Regions from separate parts of the Triticum aestivum genome. Here region 1 is linked to region 2. Evidence: chromatin contacts called from public HiCAR-type data. All regions are on one chromosome and are shown on one strand. Each heading gives the region's core, a stretch centred on a gene start, on an enhancer-like site or on the middle of the called end of the contact. The rest is flanking DNA. Distances are from core to core; before and after follow the strand shown. Region 1 holds the start of LOC123125826. Region 2 holds the start of LOC123078652.

Evidence for each region. HiCAR-type assays count read pairs that join an accessible place to other places.
Region 1: a HiCAR-type map of leaf shows a contact between it and region 2, with 9 times the contacts expected there. The contact joins the promoter of LOC123125826 here to the promoter of LOC123078652 in region 2. A contact is called at or near these places in 1 of 5 Hi-C or Micro-C datasets (leaf) and 1 of 1 datasets of contacts at active chromatin or transcription factors (leaf).

Annotation. Positions count from the first base shown.
Region 1 is chr1B:381,328,442-381,331,955 of IWGSC CS RefSeq v2.1, reverse strand. LOC123125826 reads left to right here and starts at 2,237. Exons shown (of 2, transcript XM_044546278.1): 1 at 2,237-2,586; 2 at 3,171-3,514. The coding sequence starts at 2,527.
Region 2 is chr1B:380,991,590-380,994,977 of IWGSC CS RefSeq v2.1, reverse strand. It overlaps LOC123078652, which reads right to left and starts at 2,048. Exons shown (of 2, transcript XM_044501238.1): 1 at 1,963-2,048. The coding sequence starts at 2,048.

The sequences.
Region 1 (3,514 bases), core at 988-3,487, 340 kb before region 2:
CCGGGAGGATGGTGGCGGCGGCGGCGGCTGGTGGCGGCGGCGGGGAGTGGTGGTGGCGGCGGCGGCGTGTGGAGGCGCGGCGGCGGCGGCTTTAGGGTTTAGGATCGTGCTGCGATAGATATCATGTAGAAGGACAAGTTATGGGTTGTGCAATCTCGATGTATTGATCGATGCACCATGCACGTATATATAAGTACAGAGGTGGACCACAACCTCGACTATACAAAGAAAACAGGAGATGGGCCCTACACACAAATATACACGTACACAATATACTCAACAAGTGGCATTAAGATTAGCATTATCTATTTTTGCAGTTGCAGCTAGCAACATCACAGGATTAAGATTAGCACAAGCAAAGAAGGAGCACGCTTGATTTGGCTGCACGCACACAGGGAGGGTTTTTGGGGAGGCAGGCACGGCATGTGGCTGGCCCTGCAATCCTGGGGGTCGGTAGATGTATACAATAATAAGTATCTGACGAAGTGTGTCATTAAGGTTAACGGCTCCACTGCCTCCTCCCTGCTCCCCGCTAGCTTTCATTAAGAAAAAAAGAGAGAGAGAGAGAGAGAAAGAATCAATGCAGCGGCATGTGAATAAAGAAGGCGCAAAGCGGCTTTGGTGGATGATAGTATCATGATTGAGTGGCGGCAGAATCTTTTCAAAAACCCACACTTTCTGCTCGACCCTGGCCTCTTTCCAGTTTTATAGTTCCTCCTCTCCTCTCTTCGATGCATGTTGGGAACAACAAACGGAGCGTCCATTGATCCCACGCAAATTCACCAGCTTGAACGAACAAACCAAGCTGCCCCCATTTCTTTTTTATTTCTTTTTTGTTTGGATAAAGCTGTATGTGCTGTTTTTAGTAGCAGTAGTTGAATTCGTAGGGCAGCATTATTGGCGGTGGCAGGAGCTGAAGGCCTGGAAACGAGCAATAAGTAATCCAAAGAATGGAAGGTGGCAAAACCGATGGTGCAACCGATCCAACCTAAGCATCATCAGCACACCCAATGATCCAAACAAAGAACAAGAATTGACGTACAATACAACAGTTGGCAGCTATCACAGCTTCGTTTGTTTAATCACACACCCTACATGAACACAAGGAAACCACACCGTTTCGTGAAAGATGAGGTGAGGTGAGGGCAGCTCAACTGCCAAATGCCGCGCCGCACCGGTGTTGGGTTAATGCAAGTTTAAGCGCAGTGTACTAGCACTAGCCAAAGTCAAGGGAGGGAATGCGTGACTCCTGCATCAGGCCATATGACCGGGAAAGCGCAAGTGCATTCCGTGCTATATACGGAGGAGCACTTGTGAATTTGTCATATCCCGCAAAGGGCGAATTAACTTAGGGATGCCATTCTTAGTAAATCACCACTTGGATGCTTGCTCAGCAAGCATTTACCTTCTTTGGAAATTAATCTCTCTCTCTCTCTCTCTTCCTTAAGCAATGCTACCAAGCAGCAACATTTTTCTTTTCTTCACCCAATACTACTCCCAAAACGCATTCCTTTGCTTTCGTCTCCATTCTTGTGTCATCCTCTCCTTTGTAAGTTTGGAGTAATGTGGTAGTAGTAATGAGTGTTGCTACTCTCCTCGCTGCACACAAATTAGAGTAGTACACTAGTCTTAGCCGTCATCAACCGCCAAAAAAATAAAAATCTAGCCGTGACCTATATTTATTCGAATTGGCTTAACTATATAGCCGCCGCCTAAACCTGTGAAGCACGGACAAAGCGTGACCCAAAGAGAAACGCGACGTGGAGCTAGCACTATACTAAACACATGCGGGGCTAGGGCATCAGGACCACCACAAACACAGTGCAAGTGTTGCAACTCAAATCAAATCAAGTGGGGTGAAAATGTCCGTCTGTCCAAGTAGGGAACACGTGCCCAAACCCTAATGCAGAAGGACCGGGGTGCACCGCGCCGGGTGCCCCGTGCATTTCGCTCAGACCAAAACCTGAGGTCACAGAGCAGGGGGCTTAATCAATGAATTAATTAATCCGGCACTTCGCTTTCGATCCCTGTTACGTAATCAGATGCGAGGGAGGGAGAGAGGGAGGGAATTGAAGGCCGCTTTGCGAATAACGCATCGGCCGCTGCTAATTAAGCCGGATCAATTAATTAATCCGGGGTTTAGGAAGAGCGGCCACCATACCACCACAGACACAGCGAAAGAGGAGAGGAGGAAGACGACTTGGTTTGGTTCCGCCCGGGTGGACGACTGACTGACTTGGGACGATAAGAACGAGACACGCGCACTCGGAGGGAGAGACCCCTCCCATTCCCATTCCCGTTCCCGTTCCGTTCTACTAAACCCCTCCTTCGTCTACTTCTAGACTCCCACCGCCCGCCTGCCCGCCTGCCCATCCGTCCGTCCATATATCGCTTCTTCCGCCGCTCCGCTTCCCTTCCACGCGCACCAACCGCCTCCTGCTCTTCGATTCCCCCGAGGCCCCAGCAGCAGCCCAACCCAGCCCCTTCTTCTGCTTCTTGTTGTTGTTTTTGGTGCGGTGCGTGAGCATGGCCATCGACCACGAGTCGCCCTTCAAGGAGCTCCGCCTCAAAAACAGGAGGATCATGGTAATTGATTAACCCACCCTCCTCCCCTTCCCCCTACCTAGCTGCGATGGCATATCGCCATTCCTCTCCTGCTTGATTGGTAGTAGTAGTAGTACTGGTTTCTTGGCATGTTTGTACGTTTCTTTTTCGTTTCGTCCGTGCTCCTCTCCGGGGCGGAGGAATGAGGGGAACTGGTTGCGTGCGTTACTGTGGTATCTATCGGGCGCGCGGATTGCTGTTGGATCAGTTCGTGTCAATCCTGTGGGGAATGGCGGTCAAAGCATTGATTCTTTTTCCCTGTCTTCTGCGTTAGCCCTTCTTCTCCCCCGCCCCCTGATTAATGGTGGTGTTTCTGTTTTGGTTCCGCGTCGTCTCTCTGCTCCAGCATTTCGATGCGTTGGAATTTGGTACTAGCCAGTCCTAGCCTTTATGTTTTCTTTTGTTTCTTCTCTTTGGTTGATTGATTGATAACTCGCAGTAGATTTCTGGCAATCTTGTCAGCGTTCAGACGAGATCGAATTTCTTGATTGTCAGGATGCCAATGTTTCCATCGCTGGACGTTTCTTGTTGAACTGACCAATCTTTCTTGTGGTTGTCGTGTGCAGGGAGGCGGCGCCCCTGAGCCGGACGAAGAGGAGGCGGAGCCGCAGGTGGCGGCGGCGGCGGCGGAGGAGCAGTGGCCGCAGTGGCTGCGCCCGCTGCTGTCCGCGCGCTTCTTCGCGCAATGCAAGACGCACACCGAGTCGCACCGGAGCGGCGAGTGCAACATGTTCTGCCTCGACTGCGCCGCCGGGGCCGCCGCCGGGGCGGCGGCGCTGTGCTCGCTGTGCCTCGCGCACGCGCACCGCGGCCACCACACCATCCAGATCCGCCGCTCCTCCTACCACGACGTCATCCGGGTGTCGGACATCCAGCGCTTCATGGACATCGCCGGCGTGCAGACCTACGT
Region 2 (3,388 bases), core at 799-3,298:
GTTTGACCGGGGTGAATAGGGAGGTGTCCTCTCATGAATAATACCATGTTCCGCACAGAATAAGTCGAACTCATTAGAAAAGTACTCTCCACCATGATCAGACCAGACTCGTTTTATTTCCTTCTCAAGCTGGTTCTCAACTTCAGCCTTATAGATTTTAAAGTAGTGTAGAGCCTCATCCTTTGTATTTAACAGATACACATAACAAAATCTAGTGGAATCATCAATTAAAGTCATGAAGTATTTCTTTCCACCTTTATTCAACACACCATTCATCTCACACAGATCTGAATGTATGAGCTCTAATGGTGTCAGGTGTCTCTCCTTCGTAGGCTTGTGAGGCTTACGAGGTTGTTTAGCTTTCGCACACACATGGCACTTAGAGCCTTTGGATAAAGTGAAACTCGGAATTAAATTCATCTTAGCCAGCCGCATCATACAACTGAAATTTATGTGACAAAGACGTGAATGCCAAACCTCATATTCATTCAGATTAGAATGAATTTGTTTCACGACTTTATTACAGAAATCCTCCAAGGAAAGGCGAAACAAACCACCACAATCATATCCTTTTCCAGCAAATAGTCCATACCGAGATACAACTACTTTGTTAGACTCAAATACTAACTTAAACCCTTATTTACATAGAAGGGAGACACTAACGAGATTCTTCTTGATGGCGGAGACATGTTGGACGTTCTTCAGTTGCACGATCTTTCCTGAAGTAAATTTCAGATCTATCGTGCCAACACCATGAACAGAAGCATGCGAGCCGTTCCCCTTCAGGACAGAACAATCTCGTGCGACCTGGTAAGAAAAAAAAGACACATCGGCACACACATGAATATTGGCCCTAGTGTCAACCCACCAATCGGTGGACTGAGAAACTGGAAGTACGGTAAACAGATTACCATGCCCAGATGCCCCATCATTGTTGCTTAGAGTGACATTAACAGACTTGGCGTCCTGTCCTGGCTTCTTGTACTTGTTTAGGCACTTGTTTGCCCAATGTTCCTCTGAACCACAAGTAAACCAGTCATCTCTCTTTTTGTCTTTCTTCTTACCCTTCTTCTTGAAGGTAGTATTCTGCTGGACAGAGTTATTTCCCTTGAACTTGTGAGAATTCTTCTGCACCACTGGCACTAGAAGAACCCTCTGCCCCTTCCACGTGTGAGTCCTTTGCTCTCGAGCTATGCTCAACACTTAGATGACCGATGGCATCCTCAACAGAGAATTCATGTCTCAAGTGCTTGAAAGAAGTAGCAAAGTTCCTCCATCTAGGAGGGAGTTTTGCAATAATGCAACCCGCGACAAACTTGTCCGATAACTCACACTTCAGGAGCTCCGGCTCCTTAGCGATGCATTGTATCTCATGGGCCTGGTCCAATGCAGAATGGTTATCAACCATTTGTAATCATGGAACTGCTCCATAGCATACAACTCGCTTCCAGCATCGGTTGCGCCGAACTTAGCTTCGAGCACATCCCACAAATTCTTGGTAACACACATATGGAGATACGTGTCGACTAACTTGTCTCCGATGACAGTAAGAACAGCTCCCATAAAGATGGTGGTTGCCTCCCTAAACGCATTCTCCTGTTCAGGAGCAGTCGTTACTGTGGGAGACACACCACCAACCAAGAACACGTTCATAGCTGTGAGCCACAAGGTAGTCCTTGTCTACCAACGCTTAAAGTGTGTTCCAATAAACTTTTCCGGTTTCAGAGTAGCGGTGAAGCCATGAGTAGAAAAGTGCCTAAAATAAGGTTTTTGGATTGGAAATATTAGCACTTTCCGACTAATCTAATCCACGAGTAAATGATAAGCATGGCAAATACGGTATGCATATCATACCGATACCTAAGCATGTGAGTATGTACCATACATAGAAATGAAACATCTATGAACATCATATATACGGCCAACACATGAAAGAGCATATAGAGGATGAATGAGGCATACCCTCCGGTTGGCCAGGCCAACGCGGTGCCGATAGCAGCAGCCTCGGCATCAGCCAAGGCCTTCTTGGCGACTTCATCGTCAACCATGGAGTCGATAAAGAAGTAGTAGTGGAAGCAGAGGCGGACGAAGATGGGGATGGATCGGGAGCAGTCGCGTCGAGACGCTCCTCAAAAACCTTATTGCCATTCTCCCGGGCAGGATCTTGAACAATAGGGTTCCGGAGGCACCTGCTCTCCTGAGCAACCGTGCATGTGGTCGTCGGGATGGGATCGACGGAAGCTGCACGGAGAGAGGAACAGTAGATGACGGCTAGGGTTGTACGAGAGGGAGTGAGTGAACTGAGTTAGGGTTCACTCCACTGGCTAACGACTTCTTGTATAGGACCGTCTTAAACAGTGGCGCTTCCGTAAGCGACTCGTTAATTAATTAACCATTCCTGACCGGCAAAAATAAGCTTCGGCTCGACTCATTCCTGCAACCCGCGGTGCGCGCGCGTCGTGGCGAGGCGAGGCGGGTGGCGGAGGAGGAGTGCACGTGTACAGCTCCTGTTCTCAAGCTCCCAATAGCAAGTGGTAGGGCAGGCTTTATAAAGAAGTCTCACTCTTCTTACTGTAGCAGTATGGGACTAAACTTTCCACCATACTTCCCACCACTTGCCGCACACATGCATGAGCCTTAGAGATTAACCAGGGATTATTATCTTATATGGGCCTAAGCCTATCCATAACCCATCAATCCCCCATCAGATCTCGAGGCACATAAGTTTGTCAAGTGTTCCAAACAATGTTGGATATACCAGAATTTTCAGTGGAGATTGTTAAGTTAAACTTCCACCTAAAGCAATAGGATTAGACTTCTTCGCAACTGAACAATGGATTATGCCTTGAATTGTCAGTTTCTATAATAGTAGGGACCCCCCCCCCAAAAAAAATTGTCTCAATGATTCGAACTTGGGCCGTTGATTTTGTGCGCGTTCGGCTAACCACTGGAGCTACCTGGTACTAGAGGCTAATAGCAGAGCGAAATATTTAAGAACAATTGTAGTCGCGCTGTAACATATGGAAGTTCACAAATTTCAAAAGAGGCTCACCAACATCCAAAAAGAGTTCACGAATTTGTCTAAAGAAGAAATAAGCCACATACTCAAAATAGTTCACGAAAATTGAAAAATATAACTAATCTAAGAGAAAAGTTCATAAATTTGGAAGTTCACGAATTTGAAAATATCATAGATTTTGAAAAAGTTTATGAAGTTGCAAAAGTTCATGAATTTGAAAAGGATCACAACTTTTAAAAAAGTTCATGGATCTGAAAAAGTACATGAATTTGGAAAAGTTCATCGATTTCGAAAAAAAAAACTCATCGATGTGAAAACATTTCATTGATTTTGAAGAAAAACTTCACAATTTTTTTTGAAAACAATCAT